3 separate regions of the Mus musculus genome follow, and all the other regions are linked to region 3. The links are chromatin contacts, called in public Hi-C maps. All regions are on one chromosome and are shown on one strand. Each heading gives the region's core, a stretch centred on a gene start, on an enhancer-like site or on the middle of the called end of the contact. The rest is flanking DNA. Distances are from core to core; before and after follow the strand shown.

Evidence for each region. A called contact is a pair of places that touch in the nucleus more often than the background predicts.
Region 1: a contact with region 3 is called in a Hi-C map of the N1E-115 cell line, with 6 times the contacts expected there. The contact joins two enhancer-like sites. A contact is called at or near these places in 14 of 484 Hi-C or Micro-C datasets (the N1E-115 cell line, Sertoli cells, cumulus cells and 8 more).
Region 2: a contact with region 3 is called in a Hi-C map of the N1E-115 cell line, with 2.8 times the contacts expected there. The contact joins two enhancer-like sites. A contact is called at or near these places in 1 of 484 Hi-C or Micro-C datasets (the N1E-115 cell line) and 3 of 115 datasets of contacts at active chromatin or transcription factors (embryonic basal ganglia, embryonic stem cells and oligodendrocyte precursor cells).

Annotation. Positions count from the first base shown.
Region 1 is chr16:41,257,203-41,260,492 of GRCm38.p6, forward strand. It overlaps a transcript of Lsamp not described here. Among named protein-coding and RNA genes, the nearest start is that of Lsamp, 270 kb to the right of the region's middle. Within about 2 kb of position 1,344, at least 6 of the 459 cell types and tissues checked have an H3K27ac peak or open chromatin away from gene starts, as enhancers often do. A contact at or near this core is called in the N1E-115 cell line, where this site is marked.
Region 2 is chr16:41,838,408-41,841,676 of GRCm38.p6, forward strand. The region is part of intron 1 of Lsamp (limbic system-associated membrane protein); the gene reads left to right. It overlaps Gm46551 (a long non-coding RNA gene), which reads right to left. Exons shown (of 2, transcript XR_001781926.2): 1 at 1-3,269. Among named protein-coding and RNA genes, the nearest start is that of Gm46551, 11 kb to the right of the region's middle. Within about 2 kb of position 1,869, at least 4 of the 459 cell types and tissues checked have an H3K27ac peak or open chromatin away from gene starts, as enhancers often do. A contact at or near this core is called in the N1E-115 cell line, where this site is marked.
Region 3 is chr16:41,555,023-41,558,732 of GRCm38.p6, forward strand. The region is part of intron 1 of Lsamp (limbic system-associated membrane protein); the gene reads left to right. Among named protein-coding and RNA genes, the nearest start is that of Lsamp, 24 kb to the left of the region's middle. Within about 2 kb of position 2,054, at least 3 of the 459 cell types and tissues checked have an H3K27ac peak or open chromatin away from gene starts, as enhancers often do. A contact at or near this core is called in the N1E-115 cell line, where this site is marked.

The sequences.
Region 1 (3,290 bases), core at 94-2,593, 300 kb before region 3:
AAGCCAGGTGAGGCAAGCCAGTAAAGAACATCCCTCCATGTCCTCTGCATCAGCTCCTGCTTCCTGACCTGCTTGAGTTCCAGTCCTGACTTCCTTGGTGATGAACAGCAGTATGGAAGTGTAAGCCGGATAAACCCTTTCCTCCCCAACTTGCTTCTTGGTCATGATGTTTGTGCAGGAATAGAAACCCTGACTAAGACAGCAATCATTAGAAATAGGAGTGCCAAAGCATAGGGACAGAGGAAGAGGAGCACTTGCTGTTCTCCAGATGTCCTGCAGGGGTGGAAAAGTTCAACCAACAATGTCTTCATAGTCAGTGTTTAGCCTATCTTGCAATCCAGTGCTTGGTTACAAAACATGCTGTACACATACTTATTAATTTGGGGAGGATGCTTTAATTAAGATATTCAAGTTTTCCTGCTTTAAATATTGAACGTCTCACATTTCTAGCTGAATGTCAATGGTGACCTGTTCACTAAAGAAGGTCAGAGACAAAGACAAAATTGATCATTTATTCACTACCTAGAGAATTTCTATTGTGCCAGAAATAATTATGTGTCATTCACAGATATTTTGTATGTTCATTTCGACGAGTCTAGAAAATCTTCTCGTTCCATCTAAAATCAAGAATCCAAAAATTCTGAGAAGTTAACTTTAAAGTAGTACACATTGGAAAATCATTCTTTTACTTCAGTAACTGGAGAAGTATGTTGTAAATGTGAGTCGGGGCGACATGAAAATATAGCCTGAACTTTTATTTTACCTGATGCAAAAGCTCCTTCACATCAGCAGTAGGCACATAAAAAATAGATGATAGATGTCACAGCTCTTATTTTTTAATGTATACAGATGTTGTGCCTGGATGTATGTTTATGTATCATGTGCACGCTGTAACTTGCAGGGGACAAGAGAGGATGTCAGATTCCCTGGGACTGGAATTACAGATAGTTGTGAACTTCCATTTAAATCCTAGGAGTCAAACCTGGGACCTCAGAAAGAACAGCAAAAACTGTAAACTGCTGAGCCAAAGCCCCTGTCATTCTTAGCAGATCCCTGCAAGTGTGTGAATAGCAGGATGTGAATGGCTGTGTGTGCTTGGTTGTTTATGTGGGTTTTGCCTATGACACAGCGTCAGCTTGACTGTATGCATATGTGTGTGACACGCTGAATGTGTGACTGTATATTAATCAGATATTATCCCTTGCACTTATTTCATTAGCCATAGTCAAACATTAGTCACAAGGCATTGGCAACCCAAATTGGGTTAGAACTCACACCTGCTGCAAGAAAACATTCGACCAGTAGAGGGAGCCTCCATCTCATGATTGAAGATGCCTTTGAAGGGAGGTTTGAAAATCTGAGAAGTGTGGTGCATAGAGAAATAACTGCTCTTGTGTTGCTTTCTCTGCTTACATGCAAGGAGGGATGCATGGAATTAGTTGCCCGTCACTTAAATTATAGGTATTACAATCCTGTGGAGTATTAGATATCACCTTTGATCCACTGCATTACTGTCCCGTGGAGTATTAGATATTTCCTCTGATTCACTGTATTACAGCCCTGTGGAGCATCTGATTCTCTGTTATTTTCAAAGGCCAGGCACGGCCATTGTTGTCCTGGATATTATTGGAGTGTTTTATTCCACAGACAGTGCTGCCGCACCTCCCGGCCCCACTAATACAGTAACAAATGGAACCCGCTAACCATCACTCGGGTTCCTCCTCCCCTTTTCTTATATCATCAGACTTCTGAAGATGGGGTGGGGGCAGGGAGATCAGAGTAGGGGATGAAAGGAACTAGCCCGCATGCGTGCTTCCATAGTTACATCTTCATTCTGCAAAAATTTGACATATCAAAGAAATATCTGAAGGTCGCATCGAAGCAATTTTTAATTTTTAGGTAACATCAAACAAGTTCTCTGATAATTAGATAGGGACGTGTGCTCACTACTCTCGACAGCATATTTTTAGTTTCTCTTTATCTATAGGTTCATTTTTATTGGTTCTCCATTCAAGTGATATATTTATTGTATTCTAAAGAATTTCATAGAATGTATCTCTCTCACATTCACCCCCAATTCCTTCAAGATCAGTCCTTGTGTCTTTACCTATCCAACTTCCTATCATTATTTCACCCCAATGGAGTACTGTGCTGCCCAAATACTCTTGGGTATGAATGACCCCCTGGAGCATGAGCAACCCATCAGGGTTCACACCTTAAGAAAATCTGATCTTCCCTTTCCCATAGCTGTCATCTCATTGTAGTCAATTAGGAGTAGGACTTTATGCTTACCTCTTCTCTTTATTATGGAAGTTGGTCTGCACTGTGCTTATGTAAGCCTTTTACCTAGCCCTTGCAGTCTTTCTGTTCTTCTGCCAAGGTGGTGCCTAAGCCCTGGAAGAAGCATGAACTAGTGACACCCTTTATTATGCTGACCTCCATGTTGACCAGAGATGTATTTCTGTGCTACTCAGTATCTACTGTAAAATAGACTGTTTAGACACTTGTTTGTTTTCCAAGGAAAGAAATAAAGGGTGTGGATTCAATGGGAGGGGGGATATAGGAGGGATTTAGGAGAAGTAGATAAAGGGAAAACCATAATCAGAATATATTGGATAAGAAAAAAAGGCTATTTTCAATAAAAGAAAATTGGAAAAATGAATCTACATGGATGATGGTGAGGAGATGCAATAACCTATGTCCCGATAGTGATGTCACTAGGAGTGAGATTAATACTATGCCTATAATGTTCTCTCTTGGACCTATAGCCCATCTAGGCACAGGTTCTTGGCCCTGATAATGGTGCAAGGTATAACTTCTCTCTTTTGTAGCAAACTTTAAATCCAATTAGAAAATATTTGCCATAATCTTACATAAGCTATTTCTGTGTTATAATATCCCATTTCCTCTTGTTTTATATTTTTCTCTCCATTCTTTACCCTCCATTTTCTTCTCTTCCATTTCTATTTCTTTCTGGTCTAAGGCATCTATTATTTCTTGTCTTCTTTTTCTCACTGGTTCATATTCTCTCAGAGCATCCTTTATCTTCACACACTAAGAAACCTCTTTAACTTTCGGATAAAAGATGATGGGCTTCTTGGGGTATCAGGGCACTTCCTGAGCTCCATATTTTGAAGCAATTCAGGTAAGATGTGTTGAAACCTCATACTTTAACTCCTGCTTCTAACGCAGGTGACCTGTGAGAATAAGAAATCCAGAGCCTTTGGCTCAGGTCAACAAAAATGTTGGCTGGTGCAGTTCTTGTTTCTGTTGTTACAAAATAGAAAGCA
Region 2 (3,269 bases), core at 619-3,118, 280 kb after region 3:
TTTAACATGAAGTATGAGGTTTTCCCCTGTATGATATAATTTATTTTATGCTTATTAAAGGTTTCTAATTCACACTTCAGTAAGATCAATCAATAATTTTACAATAAAATTGATTGACTGAGGCTGCCATAAAGGTAAAGATCATTTAAAACCTTGCGCTGTATTTTTTTTCTCAGCATAAAAAATGATTTTGACTATTTCTCAGAGGCTTCTTGTATCAAATGTAACTTCTTGGAGATGAAAAGTCCTAATATATATGTAGCTTTTATAACTAACTAATTAAAGACTTAGATTTTTTGATAATTCTCGTATCAGTATCTATCACCATACTGCTTTCTAACAAAAGAATATCCTCAGTATATTTGAGTTGATTACATTGAATCTATAAATAAATATATTGATAACAATTCCCCACTCCTCCCAAAAATAGAAAAAAAAACTACCTGGAGAGAGAGAGAGAGAGAGAGAGAGAGAGAGAGAGAGAGAGAGAGAGAGAGAGTGAGTTTGGAGGAGCACAGTTATCAGAAACTGAATGATTATCAGCTACCACTAGAATCAAGAGGAGCCAGGGAGGAAAGGTTCTTCCTTAAGACCTTCAGAGCCTCGTCAATAACTTTAACCTTCAATTTCTGTCTTCAAAATCCCTGGAGAAAATTCTGTTGATTAGATGACCGAGTCTGTGGTCATTTGTTATAAATGTCCACAAGAAACTAATGAGCTACTAAGTCTGAGTCTTGATCACAAAACCGTAATCATATTTCAAATGGAATCTTCTGATCCGTTTTCTATGAAGAAAGAGACATATGGAGAACATCCACTGTCAAAAGCATGTAGGTGAACAAGCAGAGATTACCCACATACAATTGTTGAATGTTGTCAAGAAAGGGAAATAAATGCGAAGGACAATATTTAAGCACCCTTTGGAACTGCATGGGGCATAGAGTTAACAGAACCAATGATCTAAAGAAATTGTGCTTTGAAAGAGCCATAACCTTTGATTTATGACATTTTCAATACTCAAAAGTGGTAAGTTTAGTTCAACAATGGCAGCCAAACCCAGGGTCTTTGCAGTATTAGCGTTCTAACACTTTGTTATTGTACTTGAAAGTACACTCTTACCTTCTAAGAAGACTTTATACTATTCTGCTACAGCCAAAGAGAAGGGAAGGAAACACTCTAAGGTCTGGCTGAACCAGAGACTGTAAATTGTTCTTCACATGCCTCATTCTCTTACCAAAGCTTCATGTCTAGAGGTAGAAAATATATTGATCTATTAGGAGTATGAAAGAAATGGGTAGTTTTGAAATTGTTCTCCCTCCATGTCATTAGTGGGATTCTTGCCACCATGTAACCCCACAAATCAGCACCCAAATTCAATGCCAAACTTTCTCAAAAACCGTAACTCATTAAGCTTTAGTGCTCCTGAAGATAAGGACCTTGCTTGTGTAAGGCCATCAAACACCAATATTGACTCTGTAGGACATTTTTAAGGCTATTTATATCACAATAAAGGCACTTTATTAGTCTCATCAATCAAGGGAGTCCAAATTTCACCCTGAGATCAGTCTGCCTGAGCCTGTGGACCAGGGAAGGATGAGAAATTATAGGATGCATTATCTTCAATCTCATTTGAAACTTCCTAAATGAAACACCAGACAGGCACAGTTTATTGCTTATAAAATAAATGAAGGAGGTACTGCTAATGTAATAATGAAAGACTGGGCTTCTGGTTGTTTTTCCGCTCTTGACAGAGAGTTGGTGGTCAGCCAGCACAGTGATTACTGGTTTCCATAGTTAAAGACACAATACATCTGTCATTTGACCAAGATGAATGTAGTGGCCATTCAGGAGGACTGCACCCAGCTTGTAGCAGAGACCCAGGCTGCTGGTTTCTGTAATCTGTGACTTGGCATGTGATCCCATCATTCTCTGGGTCAGGGAAATACCATTCCACAGTCATTAAACAGTTCAACTCCAAGTCAGACCAAGTTAGGTTCAAATTCCACCTGACTTCTCTGAGCCAAGATCTCATCTGAACAACAGAAGATCACCATCTTCACATGGATTTGAATAATTAGCACAGATAATGCCTTATATATAGTACTCAGTGACTGCTTTCTTAAGGATATCAGTGTTAATGCATTTTACCTTTAGTCACATGTCCATGGACAGCTGATATCAGAAGTTAAGCAGATGGGGAAGCCTGTCAGATTAAGGACATCGATTGTAGCATCCATCAGACTGGAATCTTCCCCTCAGCTAAAAGATGAGTTGTTCAGTAATGAATTTAGTTTCTCTGAGTTTTAGTTCCTTAAGCTATAAACAGTTATTAACATAAAAATGGCACCCCCTAAAAGTTGTTATATAGACCAAATGGAAAATTCACAGTGGTAATGTATATGCTAAATGTTCTCCATATGGCTATAGTGCCTCATAACAATTAACAGTATATCAGCAGCACTCTTAAACAGTTATTGAGAAGTCAGTGGATTTTTAGCAATAAATGTTAATGAGTGTGTCCAAAAAATTATAAATTTTATACAGTTTATACATTAACTCAGAAAAATGTCTGTTGAGTGCCTCCTATGGGGTTTCCTGTTCAATCACCTTAGGAACAAGATGAGGAAGATGAACCTGTCCTGTGCTTACTAGTGATAAAAGAATTAAAATAGGGCAGTATCAGAGTGATTATTGATAAACAAGTGTCTGATGTAGTTTGAACTAAGAAAGACCAAGCAATGCAAATATAAAGAAGGTGGTTGGCAAACTTTTAAGCAAAGGGCTATGCCAAAGCTGACAGGGAGAGAGAGAGAGAGTGAGAGAGAGAGAGAGAGAGAGAGAGAGAGAGAGAGAGAGAGAGAGAGAGAGACCATAAAATGATCAGGGTGTTACATCTGGGAGCTGATGGGGAAGGAGTGGATTGACATAATCTGATGTATGAGAGTCAGTCAGAGACAAGACCATATAAGGATAATGGTAAGAACTGCAATTCCACACAAAACATATAGCATAGTCACTGGATACTATTCATAGCTGGTAGGTATGGGTTATTATAGCCTGATTTTCCTTTATCAAACAATGAATCTGACCTTTGGACAGGAAGAGCTAGTTATAGATTATAGTGAATTACAGAAACGCATACCAAGGCAAGGGAGATGACAACACTGAATGAGGGTGGGATATATTCTGAAATATATTATCCTGATGAGTTTTCAAAAATAGTCTACTAAAAAAAAAAAAAACCAAGACTATCTTGAAAGAGTTCAATC
Region 3 (3,710 bases), core at 804-3,303:
GGTGGCTCAGTGTCTGAGAGATCTCAGGGACCCAGGTTAGTTGAGACTTCTGGTATTCCTATGGGGTTGGCCTCCTCCAGATATATATTTTAAAAGCTTTAGTTTCTACATTTAGGCTTTTGATCTACTTTTGATTTATTCCTGCATATGGTGTGAGATGCGTTGTTCTGAATTCCTTTGTTTCCAGTGTGGATATTGAATTAATCCACTGGCATCTGCTGGACAGACTTCATTTCCTTAAAACATCTCAGTTTTCCTATACTTAAGTTGCTCATGTCAAGGAAAACAGTGGTTTGTGAAAGCTGAAGCTCCTGATTTGTTCATGCCAGCCATGACCACCCAACGCTGTGCTTATCATCTGCATTGTAGTAACTGCTGGTTTTCAGAAAGATGTAAAAACCATGCTCCCATGATCCAGAATCTATTGAGGATAGTTTTGCACTAGGTGAGGGCAGATATGGAGCCTCCTGTTTGTTATATACCGCTTTCAAAACTTTTACAAATAAAAATATGACAGTTTGTTTATTTATTTATTTATTTATTTATTTATTTATTTATTTATTTTTGCTATGTAATGAGACTAGGTATAAGTGTCATCTGTTCACAGTATGGAAGGAAAGTCAACAAAAGTTTAGAATTTCTAAGTAAAAAGAAGCTGATGTTTGTCATTTTCATAACAGGTACTCTCAGATATACATTACTCCTTTGCTCCATTTTTTAAACAGTTAACACAAGTGGGCAGATACTAAAAGCTATATCCCTTTCAAGTTGGATAACAATAATAATAGTCAATTTACCTCTGCCAGTGCAGATATCTCTAGTTTAGAGAAATATATTTCATCTCTACTAGTCTAAGTCCTAATTTATACATAAAGTTTTTATTAGTCTGTATTATTACTCTTCTGAATTTTATTTTATAAAGATGATTGCTTTATTTCCAAATTAGTCACTTTTGACTTCCTTTCCTTCTCACCTTGAATCATGGTATACTCTGCTCTACTCTTTTTTTTTTTTTTCCTATTGAGTTCTGAGTACTATACTTTAAACATAAAAACAAGAGCACTCTGAATTTTTCTCTTTGTAGAATTGAAATTTAAGTAATTTTAAACTAAGACTTAAAATAATCTGTTCAACCGACCCCAGATTATATAGAAACACATTAAATTATTTAGTTACTGTTACTTCTAATAAATATAAAATTGGCTTATTGAAAAAATATTTGTGGAATTCTAAAAGATATAAGCTGTTTTGTTCCTGTAATAGGAAAAAAGTTTTGTGATCTACATACAAAGATTCTTGAGAGAGAATATGGTTGGCTTTGTATAAAAGTTGAAAGAACAGATAATCCAGACAATAGGGCTTTATTTTTGGCATTTTCTCACCATCAGATGCAAAACTTAAACAAGAAGGCATGGGATACATTTTGGAGAACATCCTGAGTTACCTAATAAGACTAAGAGAGAAAAGGAAACATTTCAAGGAAAATAGTTATAAGTATTTTAAGTCTTCAGCAATGTAGCAAGAATTTGTTCACAGTTGTTACAAGGAAAGACAGGTGTTGAGGAGGAAGAGTTATAGAAATGTACGTGTGTGTGTGTGTGTGTGTGTGTGTGTGTGTGTGTGTGTGTGTGTGGTAAATTCAGGGAAGAAGAGGTGAGTGGTCTGGATAATATAGCATGCACTTGAATGTACACGTGTGTGTATGTGCGTGTGTGTGTGTGTGTGTGTGTGTGTGTGTGTGTGTGTGTGCCCCTTCCAGTTGAAATTTAACAGAACCTGAGGATTAGCACTTAGAGGCACAGTGGAAACTTTTTTTTTTTTTTTTTTTTTTTACTAATGAGATCTCACAGAAACACAGGAGAGTTGTGCTGTCCACTGTCACCATTTATTTACCATAATCAAGACTGACCAGAGAAACAGAGAGAGCCGTGTCCTTTAAGGAGTAAGAAACCAAGCCAGTCAATCTGAGGAAGTGGGCCAGGATGGAAGCCAAATGCTCTTTCTCATCCTCTTGTCCTATTTCTGGTTTGCTTTTTCTTGTCAGCATTTTCTCCAGCGGATCGATCTCTCTTCGGCTAGTGCCAATGATTTTTAAGCAAAGAGAGAAACTTACTCTTTGCAGGTGAAAGATAATCAAATTGAATATTACACAGCCCCTGAAGTGGAGGCAGCTGATAACAAGAGCCAAACTCAATATCCTGACAGATGTTGTCTTGGATTGATTAATCTCTCTGCTCACTCTGGTTAGCCACTCTCCAGCATAGACAACCCAAGTCCTTGGCCCCATCCCAAATGGCTTTCTGCATGGCTGAGGCTGGCCCAAGGGAGCAGCTCTCTTAAATGTGCAATACAATCCCTTCCTTCTGATGAGGAGGAAATTAAAACACAGCTTGCTACTTCTACTTTAAAATCTGCTGTACTAGAGAGCTATATTCTGGGCTTAGTTTATGATGCTTGGAATAAAGATGTCTTTCCTCTGAGTTTTGTTTTTTGTTTTGTTTTGTTTTTGATTGAGCCAACCCAACACACAGCACACCTCTTGAGCCACAAGAAATAAGAGATACACTTTTTTGTGATGAGAAGATATGAGGTTAGAACAAATATTAAAAATCCTAAAATTGAAAAGAGAAAACAAGTGTGTGAGGTATACGAGGGAAGGGGAAAAGATTCTTGGCCTTCTTCCTCATCTTCTCTCCCTTCCTCAATCACTGCTTTTCTTTCATCTATATTCATTCTTTCTCTCTTTTGTCTTGTCAGTGAGGCTATAAAGAAGGCAAATGGAAGGTCCATGCCCCCAGATTCTGACCTTCTCTTTTGTGGAGTACCTAGGGTGTGATAAATCTCAAAATAGCTATGGAATATTCCCCACCACAGATGGAGCAGGAAGTTTCATGTGAAGAATTAGTTAGGTCTTGACCCTTAAAGGATGGTTAAGTAGTCACCAAAGGGGCAATGAGAAGAACATGCTTAAGAGAGGTGACCAGTTGGTATGAGCTAAAGGAAATACAACTCAGCATAACCTTCCTTGAAAAGTTTGGTCCCTTACTAACACAATGGATTTCAGAACCCTATTTTACTTCTGGGCCTCACTGCCATTCCAACTATATACTATTAAAAACTGGTGATCTCATCTTGGTTACTCTAACCCTTAACTGTTACCTCCTTGATATTCTACATTTAGCATTGGTATGTATACCAATGAATATAAATTCGACACTCTCTGTTTTCAATCTTGAAACAGAGTGCCTGTAGGGGAGGGAGGACTTGAACCTAGCTCACCTGGCCACACAGAGATGCTCATGTGTTGTTTTGTTTACTTTATGTGGATGGTGTTTTGCTTCCATGTCTGTGTGCTATGTGAGTACCTAGTTCCCAAGCAGGCCAAAAGAAGGGGTCAGTTTCACTGGAACTGGAGTTCTAGATAGTCCGGAGCTGCCAGATGTGATGACTAGAAAATGATCCATGGTCCTTCAAAAGAGCAGCAAGTGCTCTTAACTGCTAAGCCATCTCTCCAGCCCCTCAATTAGTGTTTGTAGAATCATACACTTCAGTAATGCAAATTGAAGATAAATGGCTCACAACCATTTCCCATAATCCCTCAGTTTCAAAGGATAAACTTTAAATCTATGGAAGTACCCTTAAGAATTACAACTCTCCTTTGAATTGATGTATGATTTCTATGTCAGAGTTGCAAGAATGCACAGGGAAAT